Regions from separate parts of the Zea mays genome. Here all the other regions are linked to region 1. The links are chromatin contacts, called in public Hi-C maps. All regions are on one chromosome and are shown on one strand. Each heading gives the region's core, a stretch centred on a gene start, on an enhancer-like site or on the middle of the called end of the contact. The rest is flanking DNA. Distances are from core to core; before and after follow the strand shown.

Evidence for each region. Hi-C and Micro-C count contacts between places; a contact is called where the count stands out from the background.
Region 2: a contact with region 1 is called in a Hi-C map of bundle sheath, with 2.6 times the contacts expected there. The contact joins the promoter of LOC100383061 here to the promoter of LOC103641401 in region 1. A contact is called at or near these places in 9 of 25 Hi-C or Micro-C datasets (bundle sheath, ear, leaf and 1 more).
Region 3: a contact with region 1 is called in a Hi-C map of leaf, with 2.7 times the contacts expected there. The contact joins the promoter of LOC103641402 here to the promoter of LOC103641401 in region 1. A contact is called at or near these places in 9 of 25 Hi-C or Micro-C datasets (ear, leaf and tassel).

What each region holds. Positions count from the first base shown.
Region 1 is chr10:93,396,429-93,400,177 of Zm-B73-REFERENCE-NAM-5.0, forward strand. LOC103641401 (AT-rich interactive domain-containing protein 2) reads left to right here and starts at 2,012. Exons shown (of 2, transcript XM_008664756.4): 1 at 2,012-3,061. The coding sequence starts at 2,354.
Region 2 is chr10:93,585,133-93,588,881 of Zm-B73-REFERENCE-NAM-5.0, forward strand. It overlaps LOC100383061, which reads right to left and starts at 2,110. Exons shown (of 5, transcript NM_001175737.1): 1 at 1,868-2,110; 2 at 1,674-1,763.
Region 3 is chr10:93,555,891-93,559,639 of Zm-B73-REFERENCE-NAM-5.0, forward strand. LOC103641402 (cytochrome P450 CYP99A1) reads left to right here and starts at 2,141. Exons shown (of 2, transcript XM_008664757.4): 1 at 2,141-3,452; 2 at 3,537-3,749. The coding sequence starts at 2,541.

The sequences.
Region 1 (3,749 bases), core at 762-3,261:
AGGTTTTAATTAGTGTTGATTTTTAGAAAAGCCCAATTCACCCCCCCTCTTGGGCATCGTGATCCTTTCAGAGGCTATTAGCTCTTCCTCAAAGTTCAAGTCCCTATATGACAATACAACGACAAATTCTACAATAACAAAATAAGAGTACAATTGCACAACACTAGTTTAATTTAAATATATGCACTAACTTGGTGACCATCTTAATATCTTAGAGGCAATATAGAAAGTGAGAGATTTTTTCCCTTGTTATCAACTAAAAAACACCAATCAGGATAAAATCATACAAAACAAAACCAAACCACAAAACAGGACAATGAACATACTTTTGCATATGTTCCGCACCCAATCATGTGAGTACATAAGAGCCTCTAGCATCTTTGAAGTAAACCTACTACCACGCTCATTAAGTACTCTCTCATTAGTGTTTAATGCGCGCTCATACAACTATAGTGATAGAAATTACATAAATACCCTTTGATATCTTCCTCAGGGTTGGATAACATACTGAAGCCACTTATCACCAATCCAACAACTTACACTCTTAGTTTCCCGAGATACCATTTCATCTTCTTTGTAGCAATCCAATTGTGATTTAAATCACACGATAGATAATCTTATACTTGCAACTCTTGCAATCATTAAATCACCTGAGGGTGTGTTCGGTTTTAGCTGTGAGTTGTGAAAAAACTATTGCGAGCTGTCCGCTGTGAAAAAGCTAATATGAGAAAAAGCTGATTGGCTTAAACTACTGAGTTGTACAATGTAAACAAACTCTATATTGTTTATATACAATGTAAACAGACTCTATATTGTTTATATGCGCTCTGTTTAATTATATCTCTTAATCATTATATTTAATTTAAAAAATAATTTCACATTTGTGTTCCTGATTTTTTTTAAAATAAAGTTTTTAATTCCATTTGTAATAAATTTTTTATTAAAAATATTTTTATTTCATTTATTATAATACTTAATTATTTTAATTCTATTTTAGTTTAAATTTATCATGCTTATTTATTAATATAATGAACTTCGATAAACATCAAAGTAGTGTTCATGGTGCTTTCAAATTTGTACTAAAGAAAAGTTGCTTTTTTAATGTAGCTGCGAAAAAATTGAATCCATTTGGTTCAGCTTCTGCTTTCTTAAAGTAGAAGTAGATTTTAAAAGCAGAACCAAATACACCCTAATAAATCTAGGATTTTAGTAGCCTTATCCTCACAAATCTGATAGGTTTTACGAGTTAGCCGCTACAAGACACATCAGCAAGCTCATTTTTTTAAAAGAACAAGGTTCTAGAAGGATTGTAATGCCTAACAGGCAACTAATACTTATCAAATTTGGTTGTTATACTAACCGACATCTCTTCAATCTTTAGATTTTAAGATTATTCTTAGTGCATAGTTTTATTAGATAATTTCAATAATGTCAAATCAATTTTAACTACGAAATGCATCTTGAGTTCCATTTAAATGAGACTCCCTCATCTCGTATAAAACTTTCTTTATCTCTCTACTTATTATATCATCGTTATGTCATCGTATTTTCTTATGTGTCAGAATATTTAATGAAGATAAGCTCAAATAAAATTATCTTCGCCAATAACCTAATATCTGATATCATGTCACCATTGCCATCTTTAGGGCATGTACAGTGGAGAGACACCAAAACGGTTCTCCAAGCACAGGAGACAACTAAGAGACTCTATTGTACAATGGAGTGTCTATAAACGTAGTCTATTAATAAATACAGAATTAAATGTATTTGTATAGCATCAGATCGATAGAACAGACGACAAATTCGTACAGTGGGAAGTGAGACGTCTGTTGCTACTTGGTTTACGAGCCAGAGGCGTCTCTTCACGGAGAGACGGCTCTAAGATTTTTTTGCAAATAACCCCCTTAAACACCTTAAGAGACTCCACATTAAACACCACTGTACATGCCCTTAGCATTCAGGTTTGCAATGGTAAAAATTACTATCATTGGGACCAGCGCTTAGTTAGCATTTTAAGTGGTCACTTAATTTTTTATTCTAAAAGATATGAGATATGACCATTGAAGATATTTTTAGTACTCAACACATAACCCATCTACTACTCCCATCAAGGCGACAAAGCCATCACAGGCCCACATAAAAATCCTCTGTATCCTATGCATCGAACGGACACAACAAACCTTCAAATTTCATTCAAAAACAGGAAGGTTAAAAGAAAAAAAACATAAATCCACACTAAACGTTCTATCTATACTCAACCCACAGCCAAAAAAAAGGCAAAACAAAGGAAAAAAAAAGGAGAATATGCGCCACCGCGGCCAACCGTCGTGACCTCGCCGCCGGTCACCGGTCCATGGACTCCGCCGCCAGCGTCCTCGCCATCCTCAGCAAGCTGCAGTCCCTCGGCTTCTGCGCCGATCTCCGGGTCCCCGACGCCGTCGCGGCCTCCGACCCCTCGGAGGCGTTCGACGCCGTCCTCGCCACGTTCCTGCGCGAGGCCTACACCGGCGGCCGCGAGGCGCGGCCTATCCCCGTGGCTCTTGGAAATGGACGATGCGTTGACCTTCTCCGCCTCTTCCTGGCCGTCCGCGCTGCAGGGGGCTACGCCGGCGTGCCCAACACTCCCGGTGGTTGGGCTGCCGCCGCCGAGTCTGCTGGCATTGACTCCGCCCTCGCGGCGCCCGTCAAGCTGGTCTACGCCAAGTACCTTGGTGCCCTAGACCGCTGGATCCAGAGGCTCGTGGAAGCACATGGGCCCTTCTTGGACGGCGACATGAGGAAGAGGCAAGAGCTGTTCATTGGTACCGATGGAGTGGAGGGAGAAGAAGGGCTCCTGGGCTACAATGGGAGGGAGCAGCGGCATGTGATGCTTAAGAGGAAGAGGGGGGACGTGGTTGGGATGTTGGGTTGGGTGAGGGAGATGGCCGAGAATGCTGGCAATGATGTTGCTGTCTCTGCTGGGTCGTCGGCTGAGTGCTTCTCAATGGCATTGGCGGTCAGGAAGATGGTTACCACGAAGAAGGCTCGCCGAGCAAGCATGTTGGACGCCTCACTTTTTCAGGTGATTTCAATACCTTTGAAGAGTTTGTTGGCAAAACGTTTTACAATTTGACGTTAACTCATTGCATTTTAATACCCCCTTCGTTCTAAAATAATATTCGTTTTAGCTCTTGCTTTTTATGTCCATATTCAAGTGGATGAAGATAAATGTAGACACATAAATAAAACACATACATTAAGTATTTTTTTTCTCGAAAGAGCGCAGGAGGACTGCGCACCCATATATTAAAGTAGAGGGAAAATAAAGGGCCATAAGGACCTAGGTACAAGCACTCCTTATGGAGGCCAGAAACAAGCATACACAAAGCTATCCATAAAACTGGACAAAAAACACTACAGCCCTAGGAGCTAGGTAGTTTGGCTGGCAAAAAAGGAAAGCCCCTTGGCACCAGCCAGCCGCCACGTCTCCTGTTCATCCTCAGCAGCTTGAAGAAGGAAGGAGATAGAGGGGGTCCTTCCATCGAACACCACCTTGTTCCTATGATTCCAAATCATCCAGGCCCCTAAAGCAACAAGGGAGTCCAGTCCTTTCTTTCTCATGTTGAGGACCTGAGCCGAGGAATTCTCCCACCAACCAAGGAAGGAAGGCTCCACTTGCTGAGGGGATAAGCTGTGTAACCCAAACTTTCTCAAAAGCCTATACCAGAAAACTCTTGAGAACACACAGGAAACCAGCAGGTGATCAACGC
Region 2 (3,749 bases), core at 860-3,359, 190 kb after region 1:
AGACCAAGTGTGGGCCTGGGCCTAAGCCCTAAGGCCCTAGTTTTTGGCCCAATAATCTTACAAACCCCTATAAATTGTTAGCCCAATAATGAAGGTCCAACACTAAAAGCTAGTGTCCTCAATCATCAGCTCCCAACCGTCTGTCTGTCACGCTACGCAGAGGAACAAGTGGCCTGCACAGTGGCATCGCCATTGGTTTTACTATAAGCTGACTAGCTTGTCGGGCACAGAAAGTGATTTCTGCGAAGGGCTAACCCTATTGGTGGTTGTGACTGTGAAGGGAGGGTGCCGTGACGGAGGTGTCGCCAAAGGGGGTGGATGCTCTATGAGAGTTGGCGGAGCATTTGTGCGAATCTTTGAAGAGTTTGTGTGTGCGAAGGTAGGTGGTGCCCACTTTAGGCTGCCAAGGTTCTAGGGATATGTGACAATTAAGAGTTTTTGTGGGAGCCCTCGGTGGCCCGATGGTGCACCCTCCTCGTGTTCTCCTTATGTTGCCTGATATGGCGAGGATGACTCCAAAGGTATATCTCGAGTTGTAGACGGTGACCTGAGTAATCAGTTCATTCTTAATTTGTTGTTGTTGTTGCCGAAGTTGTTATATTGGTGGTGGAAAAGGTAAGGCGAGGTGTGGATTTCACATTTAAGGCGGGGTCTGCAGGTTTGTTACTATGTAGGATTACAAAGGTGCGCGACTTTGGTGGTGAAAAGTGTAATGGTTGCCGTCGAGCGAAAGGGTCTCTAGCCTAGTTAGTTAGGTGGTCTGAGTAGCCGTGGGAGAGAATTTCAGGACGGGGTTAAAAAAATCACCTCGTCTGTCCCACGCCAAAACACAGGCCTAAGGTCCGGCCCCGGTCGCGATCGTTCTCACATGGGCTACAGCACAGTTGTGTATTAGTGGGATAGGGGTTTGGGGGGTTTTCTTGACCTGCATGAGGTCTTCTTCTTAGTTGTAATGCCATGGGGCGGTCTTAACCCCCGCAGATCGAGTTTTTTTAATGGTTGTCGTCGAGCTGATTGTTATAGGTTTGGTGTTGCTGGTTCGAAGTTGGGTAATTGTGGAAATGGTGGTAGGGGTGTTCCGTAGTTGACAAGGGTGCAGTTGTATGGTGAGTTGGGTGGGATTATCCAGGGGTTTTGGGTGTGATTGACAGGTTTTGGCGCAGAGGTTGATTGCCGAGATGCTGCAGATGCTAGGCATCGAAAACCAATTGAGAAAAATGCATCGAACAGAAAATTAATGGTGCAAGGGAGACTGGTTGGGAGAACTGAGAAGCTATTTGAGGAGGTAAAGGATTTATGTGTCAATCGTTGTTATTGTCCCAAATATGGAAGATGTACTAACTATTAGAGGTTCAAGGTATCGAGCACAACAGCAGGTAACCTACTACCATCATTCAGCCATGAATGCGCTCCACGGTGGGTTAAAAGAAAATCTCCAAATGCTTTCACTAGCAGGTCAAATAGAGGTAAAACTGGGGCAGGAAAACCGATTCCACAAACAACTAGATGATAATTAGTACCCATACAGTCACAGAATTTTAGTCAGCCTACATGCAGGTGCGGGGAAAAAACGCACACAATGACCTGGCCCTATCGAATTGAATGCATAAGACTACCAAGGCGAATTAACTGGGATTGGGTCTGTAGCGATGGGAGGTACTCCATGAGCTCACCTCCTGCCGAGACTGGGGGCCATCCGCCCCGATCCGAGCACCGTTAGGACTCGCTACATCACACCATTGGGCCTCCCTACGCTGTCATCCCTACACGGGCAAGCAGAAGCGGTCAAGCTCGTTGCTTCGATGGGGCCCCTTAGTGCAGCGACACTAGACGTAGTAGAAGGAAAGGAGTAGGCCGTGCTTCTCACCGCTGCACCTCCAAGATTCTTTGAGATCTTCATCCACGGTCGCAGTTAGGATGGCTAGGGGCGTGGGGAGAGTCGAGGGGTGCCGCCGATGCCGAGATTTGGATCTTAGCCGAGATGAACGGCCGCCATCGATCCAGGTGAGGAGGTGGCTCCTGCTAGCCTCGCTCATCGTCGAGCAGCATTTGCCGTGGGTTGCAATTGCAAGGCGGCAGCGAAGCGCCCGACGAGGAGCACCGGACAGCACGGAGGAGAAGCGGTGGGTCAGGACTATACGGGGGGCATGGGTGGACAGTGTAAAATTGAATGACACTTTTTGATATTATTTGTAGAATAAATTTTAAAATAGTAGGTAAGATAGATGATGAGAAATAAAGAATATGTTATAGTTTCTTAGCCCCAGCTACGATAGAATAATATGCATCTTCTGTCATTTTATTGGACGTTTTTGTTGGATTTGAACGCGCATCGGGTTACTTACCTTCTACAACCTTCTCTCTTTGAATTCATCTCTCAAAATAAAAAAGCTTCTTTCTTCTGGATTTAGTGTTCATATTAGCTTCCTTCTCAAAAGTAAGTATACCGAGCATTCATCTCTGGCTCTAGCATTCTCTCTATCATACTGTCTATCTAACTCTTTTCAAGCTCTGCTATGTAAATGGTAGATGTATGTTTTTTCTGGAGATAGCCTAAAGCTCTGTTTTATACTGCTTTAGCTTTAAAAATTATGAAGTTGGCTAAGCGAGTAAATAAAAGCTTTAGAAAATCGTGAAATTAAAGTAGTTAACTTTTAGAAGACATTTAAATGAGTTATTTTGTTTATTATTTAGATTAAAAATAATTTTTTAAAAATATTTAAATTTATATTATAAACTCTAACTTCACACTGAAGCTAAAACCTAGAGCAGTCATAAACACTTAGTAAAGATCAGATTATACAAGAATCAAGCTCTATTTGTATTCATTTTTAATTAAACCTAATTAAGGATTCAAACTAATCGTGAAACATTTAAATCGAGATTTATTACCACCCTAGTCGAGACTCACGGCTAGAAGGTTGTGAATAGACATGCATTTTCTAATAAACATGGAGCCCGGAGGCACGATAAGGCACGCATCAATGATCCTCGAATTTAGCCTGCTGTGCTACTTAGGTTCACAAGCTCTTGAAACTCGAAAAATAGATGTTATAATTTGGTTGGCCCATTTAAAATCAGGTTTAATCAAATTGGCGCTGGGGGCGTACTAATGGAAGTGTGGGACCCAAGTGATGCAGCATGCCATGTTCGGATGACTCCAACGTGGCACGCCACGTCAGTATCCTGGATTCGAGAGTTTGAGGACGTAAGTGACATAACGTGACAAGTTCGAAGACCACTAATGTATTTTACTTTTTTTAAATCATTTTGTTGCACATTGTCAATATATTAAATAATGATTATCCATATTAGATCTAATGTCTCTTGTTGCCCTATGTATTTTGCAAAAACACCATCTAAGCAGAGTAAAAATGGTGGATGGTAATAGTGAAAGGTGGTCTTTACAAAATATAGAGCACAACCAGAAAATGTTAGATTTGGATGGATGACCATGATTTAATGTGTCATGTGCATCAAAGTATTATTTTACTCTATTATGACCCTAAAGAATGTGTCCACACCCTTTATGCCCCCATCGTGCCCCCGCCTTTGTCCCTCTCCCACGCTCGCGCATGAAAACAGCCACCCACGCCTACGGATCTCGCCTGCGCTAGTGCATGCACCCAGCACCTGCCATTGTCTCGTTCCCTCAACCATGCATGGACCAGCCCCCAGAGCCGACGTCGTAGGAGGCCACGACGGCGCGCTCGCGCCGGGCCCTAGATCGGTGGACACAAGTCGTTTCC
Region 3 (3,749 bases), core at 891-3,390, 160 kb after region 1:
GACGCCAAATGTTAGGCTTCGACAGGTGGAACCAAGCACTCAGAGACAAAAGGGGAGCTCCGCGCATGATAAAATGTTAGGTGGGGAACTGTAGCGTCTTGTTATGCGTGTCCTGTTTAGCTACATGATGGGGGTGTATATGGGGTTGTCCGGGGGTACTTCGTCTCTTGATTTGAGAAATAATACTCAAGCTCGATCTAAGTGATTGCTTGAGAGAGTGAAAGGGTTGAAAGAGACCTGTCCTAAGTCGACTCTTCAACGGAGATGTTGGCTTCCTTTGGTAACCGAATTCCAGTAAATAGATCACTCGTGTCTCTTGTGTAGTGTTTTCCTTGCGATTTATTTCTCCCTTTACCATGTTATTTTGTTTGACTTGATTCTAAAATAATTGTGTTGCTCGCATGTAATTTCGCAATCATAAGCGCAACACTAGCATGAAGAACAACTCTCTCTCACTCCGATTAATTTGCCTCTTGTTCTAATGCCTGACCGAGGTTTGAGTTTTTGTTTTAAATGATAAATTTTAGGTTTCGTCTATTCACCCCCTCTAGGTGACTTTTAGTTACAGGATCCCACCACACGTGCAAACCCTAGTCGTCGTTTCATTTGGACCTTATCGTTAGACTCTCGCGGTGTGCATGGTGCTAGCACAACGGCATTACGGTGTTCCTCCCCATACATATGAACTACATGGAGGCATGGCTACAACTATTGTGCTGATTGGCTATAGAGGAGGAGACGAACGTGATTGACTACTTCCTATCCATAGATCGCTACTTTAACTCTTCTTCTGCGACGTTGCATGTCTAATGGTAACAATACGTAATCTCTTAGTACTTTCAAGTTTGTTGGGTGACGCGATAGATGAAACACTCACTAGTACAAAGAAGTTCTATAATGACGGTTGTGAACCTATTTTCACTGGCGTTTCTTAGAACCGTCGGTACAAGGGGCCAGTAGAAATCATCATTTTTATAGGCAGGTAACTGTGGACCGCCAGTGAAAAACGCTAGTAAAAATTATTTTCAGAAACATTAAACGAGTTTTAAAAACCATCTTCGTCGAAGTCGCGACATTATTCTGGCTACGCGGCTGTTAGGAATCGAACTGTCGACCTCACCCTCGCGCGTACCCTCCTCTACCACTCCGCCTATGGCATGCTTTGCATTTAAATTATAGTTTTTTTGTCCACATATTACAACCAACTAAGTGTAAATTGCTTGTTTGAGACCGTAAACAAATTTCAATAAAAAAGTTGTCAACTAAAAAGTTGAATAACTTTTGAAGTTCTACAACTTTCATTTTGACACTTTTTCATCTGAGATAGTTTGCAAATTTTGAATTTTAAATTTGACATACTTAGATTTAATTTTTAAGAACCGAAATCAGTTCAAATAAAAAGTTGTCAACTATAAAGTTTCATAACTTTTAGTGATATACAACTTTTATTTTGATAGTTTCATCATACAAGGTCGTTTGAAAAACTCAAAAAATTAAGGATAAAAATGATTTATAGTGGCGGTTCTATAAGAAAACCGCCACTAGAAATCGATTTCTATATGCGGTTTCTTAAGAAAACCACTACTACAAATCATAGATTTTTACAGGCGGTTTTCTTAAAGAACCGTATGTAGAAATACGATTCTAGTGACGATTTTCTTAAGGAACCACAGTTAAAAATAGCATAGGTGGTTGATAACCGAGTCCGCTTGTAAAATTATATCGCTCCATAGGTTTTGAGCCTTTTTTTCTACCAGTGACTGATGTAACATGACTCCGTCGCTGCCACAAAGTTATTATTGGCAGCATTATTCTTTCCTTTTATTATGTAAAAAATATTGGTTAGCATAGCAACGAGAGTAAAAAAAGTGATGTAACATGACTCCGTCACTGCCACAAAGTTATTATTGGCAGCATTATTCTTTCCTTTTATTATGTAAAAAATATTGGCAGTATGCGAGAGTAAAAAAAAGCCTAACGAAAGGAAGCACCGACAAAAACCTATTGTATTGGATAAAAGACAATGTCTCAAAAGAATAAAAAGAACAAGATGAGATGTCCACGTGAAACATATAATACAATACAGTTCAATTGTTTATGAAGCCGATGTGTGTCAGTCTGTCAGACAGACGTACATAGTGTATTCTAGTGCCCAATAATGCAAGCTTAGGCCGGGAATGCCATTATATATGAGCTGCTCTTCTTCCCCAGAGAAAAACAGGAAGGGCTCGTTCGTTTTGAGCGGATTGGGCCGTTCTTGGCCGTATTCTAGACAGAATTAATGAGTCTGGTTTGGAATCCGTAGAACTGTTCGTTTTGATGTTGGCCGGAAAGGAAACCACATGATTTTGAGTCAACCCTTCAGTCTTTGGCCTGGAACAAACACGGACAATCCACCTTCTAGATTGGTTCCCAGCCTAGAAACGGACGAGTGACCAGGAATAAGTGTCCACTCAATCCTGGACTGGATTGGTTACTGATCTGTTTTTGATCCACGTCTGCCGAACGGGGCCGAAACGAATGCGAACTATGCCATCAACATGGAACTAAACTCAGACACCCTCCTCTTCCTAACTACTATCATCTCAGCGGCTATCCTTGTTGTGTGCTCACTTAGCCGCCGCAAACCTTCACCAGGCCCCAAGAAGAAGCGGCCTCCAGGCCCATGGCGTCTCCCCTTGATCGGAAACCTCCTCCACCTAGCCACCTCGCAGCCGCACGTCGCGCTACGGGATCTGGCCAGGAAGCACGGACCCGTCATGTACCTGCGTCTGGGCCAGATCGACGCCGTCGTGATCTCCTCGCCCGCGGCGGCACAGGAGGTGCTCCGGGACAAGGACGTCGCCTTCGCGTCGCGGCCGAACCTGCTCGTGGCGGACATCATCCTCTACGGAAGCATGGACATGTCGTTCGCGCCGTACGGCGCTTACTGGAGGATGCTGCGCAAGCTCTGCATGTCCGAGCTGCTCAGCACACACAAGGTGCGGCAGCTCTTGGCCGTCCGTGACAGCGAGACCATTTCGTTGGTCAGGAAGGTCCGGGCTGCCGGCGGCCAGAGCGGAGAGCCGGTCAATCTGGGCAGGCTGGTTTTGTCCTGCTCGATGGCGATCACCGGCAGGGCGACGTTTGGGCAGCTGTGCGGCGACGAGCTCATGTCGGTCGTCGACGTGGCGGTGCTGTACGGTGGCGGGTTCTGCGCCGGGGACCTCTTCCCGTCCCTGTCGTTCGTGGACGTCGTCACTGGGTTGACACGACGGCTGTGGCGAGCGCGCCGGCACCTCGACGGCATATTTGACAAGATCATCGCCGAGTGTGAGGCACGGCAGCGACAGGCGAAGACGACGACCGGGACAACGAACGGAGATGGCGACGGCCTTCTCAGCGTCTTGCTTAGGATCCGAGACGAGGGGGAGACCGGCATCAGCATGACTAGTATCAAAGCAATCTTATTTGTAAGTGCGGTGAAATATATATATGGTGCTGCTGAATCTTGTCTTTCTAGTTCAAAAAGTCAATTCTTGCTCATCGATCATCAGGACATGCTCGCCGGCGGGACGGAGACCACGTCGTCGGCCGCGGAGTGGATCATGTCGGAGCTGATGAGGAACCCGGAGGCAATGGCCAAGGCGCAAGCCGAGGTCCGCCGAGTGCTCGACGGCAAGAGCCCGCAAGACCACGAAGGGCAAATGGACAAGCTCAGCTACACGAGGATGGTGGTGAAGGAGGGCCTGAGGCTGCACCCGGTGTTC